Linked DNA regions of Xenopus laevis: region 2 is linked to region 1. Evidence: chromatin contacts called from public Hi-C data. All regions are on one chromosome and are shown on one strand. Each heading gives the region's core, a stretch centred on a gene start, on an enhancer-like site or on the middle of the called end of the contact. The rest is flanking DNA. Distances are from core to core; before and after follow the strand shown.

Region 1 (3,157 bases), core at 473-2,972:
TCAGTGATCAGCTTTTTAAAGCCAGCAGCAAGTAGAACAATGAATGCAGCAATTTGATTGGTTGCCATGGGTTACTGCCCATGGCCAAATTTGCCCAGTGTTGATAAATGAACCCCATTGCCAGAATGAGAAGATTTTTATTTTATCAGGCCATCCAGATGGTAAGTCCGATTTGACCGATTCCCATTAGGACCCCCAGATGATACAGTGCTTACGTAAGAACTTTCAAACTATACATATAGGCATGATCCCCACCATTTATTAGTGGGGAGGTAGAAGTCTTGGCAAATAACCTGTAGAAACTGTAATTAGTAGTTGAGTTAGTAGGCAATATAGACTTGTGTATGGCCAGCTATTGGATCCTTTTGGTCAGATATTGACCTTAAGAAGTCTACGAGGCACTGCTAATAAAACACAGGTGGTACATTTTTAGTACCATGCTTATTAAAAATAAGAAGCAGAGGCACTAAGGTTTTAGAGATGTTTTCATGAAACTGCCAGTGCCTGCCTTATTAGCAGTTATTCTTTAGGTGCCTTAAACTGATAAATGATGACCCTATGGTTTTGATGGTCTTGGTTTAGATCTCCTTCCTCCTCAAAAACCCATAGTTTTTTTGTTTTTTTTTGGAACCCTGACAAAACTCAACACCACGTCTTGGAAAAGATACCACCTCTTTACCTCCAGATAAATCTAAAATATACACAGTTAGGAAATGAGTTGGAGACCATTATCTGCTTCTGCTTTGTGTCCACTTATGGATCCAACAAGGAAGAAATGTTATATAGATGCTTCTACACACCAGGGCATTGGGCAAAATGATGTAACACCATGGCCCAATCCCCTCAAGCCCTCACATAATAAATACGTTTATCTTATTGTTTCTCATTTCCTACGTGAAATGTCACCCTAACGCCATCCAACAATGTGAGTACAGCACATCCCCTTTTGTCCCATTTGTCAATGCCTCCATACTTTAGAGCAGTGATCCCCTAACCAGTGGCTTGTGAGTAACATACTACCCTCTGACCCCTTGGATGTTGCTCCCAGTGGCCTCAAAGCAGCTGCTTATTTTTGACTTCCAGACTTGGAGGCAAGTTTTAGTTCCACAAAAACCAGATGTACTACCAAACAGAGCCTCCTGTAGGCTGCCAGTCCACATAGGGGCTACCAATTGTCAATCACATCTCATATTTTGCACCTGTCTGAACTTCTTTGCATTATTATGTTGCTCTCCAACTTTTTTGACATTTAAATGTGGCTCACAGGTAAAAAAGGTTGGGGACACCTGCTTTAGAGTAATAAGCAAGGGCCCCAAGCAAACTATAGTTTGCTAGAGCGAGATGAGATCCAATATAAACCAGGTGGATGGTGACATTATCAACGTGTCACACCCACGTCCTGGGAATCAGTGAAGGGTCCATAAAATCAGAACAAGGGCCCTTGGTTGGAATGGTCTTCTCTTTAACTATCCAATGAGTTTCTGATTCCCAAAAACTAACATACAACAATGAATACCAATTTGGGTTGAAAGGTTCATTACAAAAAAATGTGTTTCCACATTTAAAATGTTTGTCTTCAGCAAGCAATTTATAATGAAAAGGTCAGCCCCCATAGACATCTGATCTATCTGGCAGCAGCTAAGTGCCCGGTATGTTTGTTTTCTTTGTCATGGCACTTAATAAAACAACTGCATGCAAAGGATATTGCTCAGTGGCTGCAAGTTGCCAGCTTCCCGATTCCATGAAGGTTATCAAGGGGAGAGACCTTTATAAAGAGTGAGATCCAATTCCAACTTACAGTATATTCAAGAACCATCATGATGCCAACCTGGATCCAAACCCTCTGTGTTCTGCTACTTACTTATCCTCTTCTCTCAGAGACAGGTGAGTAGTCCACTGATTGAACATCTCAACTGCAATGTAACTACTCACAACATTATAAAATATACCTATTTACTTGGTGCAGCGGTTGGTGGAACCCAAACGACTAGACATCAGAAACGTTCTGGAACCCTTGTCATTATAAGAACTGTTTAAGGTTCTCCAACAAAGGTCCTCCAGGGAGTTCTATTACATCAAGATTAATATTGTGATGACAACAGCTATGTTTATATCTGCTTAAATGAATTTATTATAATTTGATGCCTTTATTTAATTTGGAAGCGTCTATGAAACTGGACAGGTCGTATGAGTCAGCTCCGACTGTTAACAATTTGAATTCACTTTATAAGTTTTAATATACAGTACTCTATTTTTAGTTAGAATGTAATTGAATTTTATGTATAGAGTATTGGGTCCAAACAGTATCTTATCCTTAGGTAATCGTTGTCTTCTGCCTTCATGTGTTTAAGTGTGTGGCTGCAGCTATACTGTGTGCCCCATCCAAGGAGAAAGCACAGCCATGAATAGTTGTCGCTATGACATTGTTGACCATAAATGAAGAAATGCAGAGAAGGAATGTTCTGCACAGACAATTAGTGGTACCCTCGGACACTGCTGTCTATATAAGGGAAAATAAATATAATTGCTAAATAAATATAGTTTTTTTTCCTGCTCCCCTTTAATGTCTAAATCCTACAATACAAGATGGGGAAGTAACAGATGAAAAAATATGAATGCAAAAATTCAAATAAAATGAAAGAATCAGGCGTATCCCAGCTTCCCCTTCCTCCTCTTTTACTCTTCACTTCAGTCGTCTTTCTCCCACCCAACCTTGCTCCTCTCCCATTGAGCTTCCCCCATATAACTTTCCCTTTTCTCCCATTACCATTAACTACTGTATCCTCTTGCTTTTTCAGCTAGCTTTCTTCTTCCTCATGTCCTCTTCTTCTCTCCTCCTTTTTTCTCTTCTCTCTGTAAGTTCCACTTCTGCTTTTAGATAATATGCCCCTATTTTCAAGACCTTTTATCCTAGTTCTTTCCGCCTCTCCATGGCTCTTCTTTTTCTGTTGCCCTTGCCATTCAGTTTGTCTCCACTGAGTGATTGTATATAACAGGGCAACTAATACACTAGAACTCATAAAGAAAAAACAATGTAACAGCTTCACGGAGCCCAAAACAGTGACCTTTTATTAATGTACACGTGGCTCATTCTACAATATCATTAAATCCTCAGCTTTCAGAAGGATTGTTGCTGGACAGTTCCCATGGATGAGAT
Region 2 (3,157 bases), core at 438-2,937, 140 kb before region 1:
TTTGGAGTATTAGCAACTATTGTATCAATTCTAACAGCTGCCTGTAATGAAACTCAGTGATTCTGCACGTCAGGGACAAAGATAAGAAATGGATCAACTAAATGTATCCTTTTAAAACAGTTTACAGGGTCGGCGACCCCCCCCCCTCCCAGGGCTGCTTCAGAAGGTGAAAAATGACACTTTACACTTCAATATTAGAAAAACTGTGACACATAAAAAGTCATTGGAAAAAGTCATTATTTCTGGTGATCTGTCGGAAAACAACTCGTTGTTTGAAGGTGAACCACCCTTTTAAAGAAGAAGGAAAGCTACTGAGGCAGTTTATTGCCAATAGATTAGCCACATTAATGCAAGCTAGAACTCTAAATTTATTCTGCAGAATGCTTTATCGAACCAGAGTAAACAGCTCTAAATGCTGCCTCGGTTTGTTTAGGATAGCAGCTGCCATATTAGCTTGGTGTGACATCACTTCCTGTCTGAGTCTCACTCACAGCTCTGAGTTCAGATTACATCAGGGAGGGGGAGAGGAGCAAACTGAGCATGCTCAAGCCCTAGCCCTGGAGGTTTAAACTGAAAACAGGAAGTCTGATACAGAAGCCCATGTGTACACAATAGAAGGAAAGAAATGCTGTGTTTCTTTTGACAGAGGAGCATTACTTTGAGGGTTTATTGGTATATTTATATAGACCTTTCTGATAAAGCTTACTTAGTTTTAACCTTTCCTTCTCCTTTAAATGAAACATGAAAGAAAGGCAGGCACTTAGACAATGTTGCAGCATCTGGGTGAAGATGGTGCTGGTTCTCTAGGTTTTTGAGTTATTTAGCTTTTTATTCAGCAGCTCTCCAGTTTGCAATTTCAGTATGAAAGTTATGTCCGACCAAAACTAGTGACAGTCTCCCTCTGAAAATCCTACGATCGGCAATACACGCAGAGATATTATCAGCAGCCGACAGAAATCTTTTAACCTGTCTGATCGACCAAACGACCGATCTCCGCAAATGTCGGGACTCTCCACACACGGTCCGAAAATCGTACGAATCCTCAATTCGCTACGATCAGATCTTTGCGCCTATGGCCAGCTTTACAGAGCATTTGTATTTTAGATGGGGTCACTGACCCCCATTTGAAAGCTGGAACGAGTCAGAAGAAGAAGAAAAATAACTCAAAAACTATAAAAAATAAAATAATGAAGACCAATTGAAAAGTTGCTCAGAATTGGCAATTCTATAACATACTAAAAGCTATCTTAAAGGTGAACCACCCCTTAAAATTGTATTTGCTGTTTCTTCTGTTCTTTAATGCTGGTGTAATGCAGATGGGGCAAACTGAAGGTCTATGGCACAGGTACGGCATTGTTTTAAGCCATGTTTAAAATGCCCATTCAGTGCCAATGGGCAGCATATGACTACAGTTGCACAGACCAATCCCCCTTGAACAATGTGTTTTTTATGTGTTTTTGCTGCCAAGATCCACATGACAATCACCCATGCAATGGCCCATAAGAATACTAGTGCTTCAGGCAGTAACACGTGTACACACAGAATAGGGTTGCATCTGATAAGTCTGATTTATTGCCAAGAGGTCAGTATGACCTTTAAATTACAGAGCTCTACTTGCTATGGAGTTGAAGCATGTGATCTTGCCATGATACAGCCTATTAAATAGGTGAGGCCTCCCAGCATGGTGTGTGTGTGCTGTGCCCTCTAACTGGACGGAACCTGTTTTTACCTGCCTGACGTCTGCACTTCTCCTCCTTATACTGTAGCTCCTGCTTTGGGAACCTTCAGAGCTGGTTTGTCGGGATAGTAACGGTGTCTCACTCTCATCTCGCTTGCAGTGTGAGGGAATTGACCCTACGGATGTCGGCCTTTCTCACAACTCTCTCTACTCCCACACTGTGGCCATGGAGACTGGGAGCAGTGCCCTCTTGCATCCTTACCAGCAGTCCGACGTCGACACTGCTCTCCAGATTGCCAGGGAAGAGGTAACTTAAAGGGAAACTAAAGTGTAAAATGGAATAATGCTACAAAAGCTGCATTTTTTATGCTTTACTAATTAAACAAATTGTTTTTTATGCTTTACTAATTAAACAAATGATTTATGCTTTCAAAGTTGGCGTCAGGGGGTCACCATCTTGTAAACATCTTTGCAAGACCAAGACTGTGCACTTGCTTAGTGTGGTCTGGGCTTCAGTTGGGAGGTTAAAGGGCAACTAAAGTCTAAAATAGAATAATGTTAGGAATGCTGTATTTTGTTTGCTAATTATAAACATGAACTTACTGTACCAGAAGCCCAATTAAACAAATGATTTATGCTTTTAAAGTTGGCGGAGGGGGCTGTCATCTTGTAACTTTGTTAAACATCTTTGCAATACCAAGACTAAGCACATGCTCAGTGTGGTCTGGGCTTCAGTTGGGAGGTTAAGCTTAGGGGTCGTCGTAAATTATCAAAACAGCACAAGTTAAATAATATCTGCCAGAAGCCGATACTTATAATTAATAATTAGAATATACAGACTGCACTGGGTCTGTGGATACAAATCTACACAGTTGTTACAGGGAAACAAACAAAGCTGCTCGAGTTCTGGGAAGTAAGGTGGGTGTTGTTTGTAAGTATGGTCGTTTCCCTGCACAGCAGTTAGGGACCGTCTGAAGTTTCCTAACTGCAGCTGTCAGAGCAAGTAAAACGAACGGGGAATTTCACTGCATACAGTCAGGTTTCTTATATAAACGGTGCACATTTTTTAATTAATGTAAATTGGAGATAGATATCTTTTTCATTATAGAAAGTATTAATGGGATTTTATTTTTTTGCCTTTACATCCCCTTTAAGCTTAGGGATCATCATAAATTATCAAAACAGCCTAATAATATCTGCCATAGAAGCCGATATAACAAGACTGATTAATAATTAGAATATACAGACTGCACTGGGTCTGCGGATACAAATCTCTACACAGTCGCCGGCTGCTTTATATGGAAACAAACAAAGCTGCTTGAGTTCTTGGAATTAAGGTGGGGGGGGCTTCCCCCTGCTGTTTCAAAGTATGATCATTTCCCTTGCAGAGCAGTTAGGGACCGTCTGAAGTTTCCAATCCACAGTAAACCGAAGGGGGAATTTCACTACATACAGTCAGGTTTCTTATAAAATCAGTAC

The links. A called contact is a pair of places that touch in the nucleus more often than the background predicts.
Region 2: a contact with region 1 is called in a Hi-C map of the XL177 cell line, with 4 times the contacts expected there. The contact joins the enhancer-like site here to the promoter of cuzd1.2.L in region 1. A contact is called at or near these places in 2 of 4 Hi-C or Micro-C datasets (the XL177 cell line and the XTC cell line).

The regions. Positions count from the first base shown.
Region 1 is chr7L:13,462,574-13,465,730 of Xenopus_laevis_v10.1, reverse strand. cuzd1.2.L (deleted in malignant brain tumors 1 protein-like) reads left to right here and starts at 1,722. Exons shown (of 26, transcript XM_041570038.1): 1 at 1,722-1,884. The coding sequence starts at 1,818.
Region 2 is chr7L:13,602,686-13,605,842 of Xenopus_laevis_v10.1, reverse strand. It overlaps tacc2.L, which reads left to right. Exons shown (of 23, transcript XM_041570253.1): 16 at 1,767-1,985. Among protein-coding and RNA genes, the nearest start is that of plekha1.L, 38 kb to the right of the region's middle. Within about 2 kb of position 1,687, at least 1 of the 7 cell types and tissues checked has an H3K27ac peak or open chromatin away from gene starts, as enhancers often do.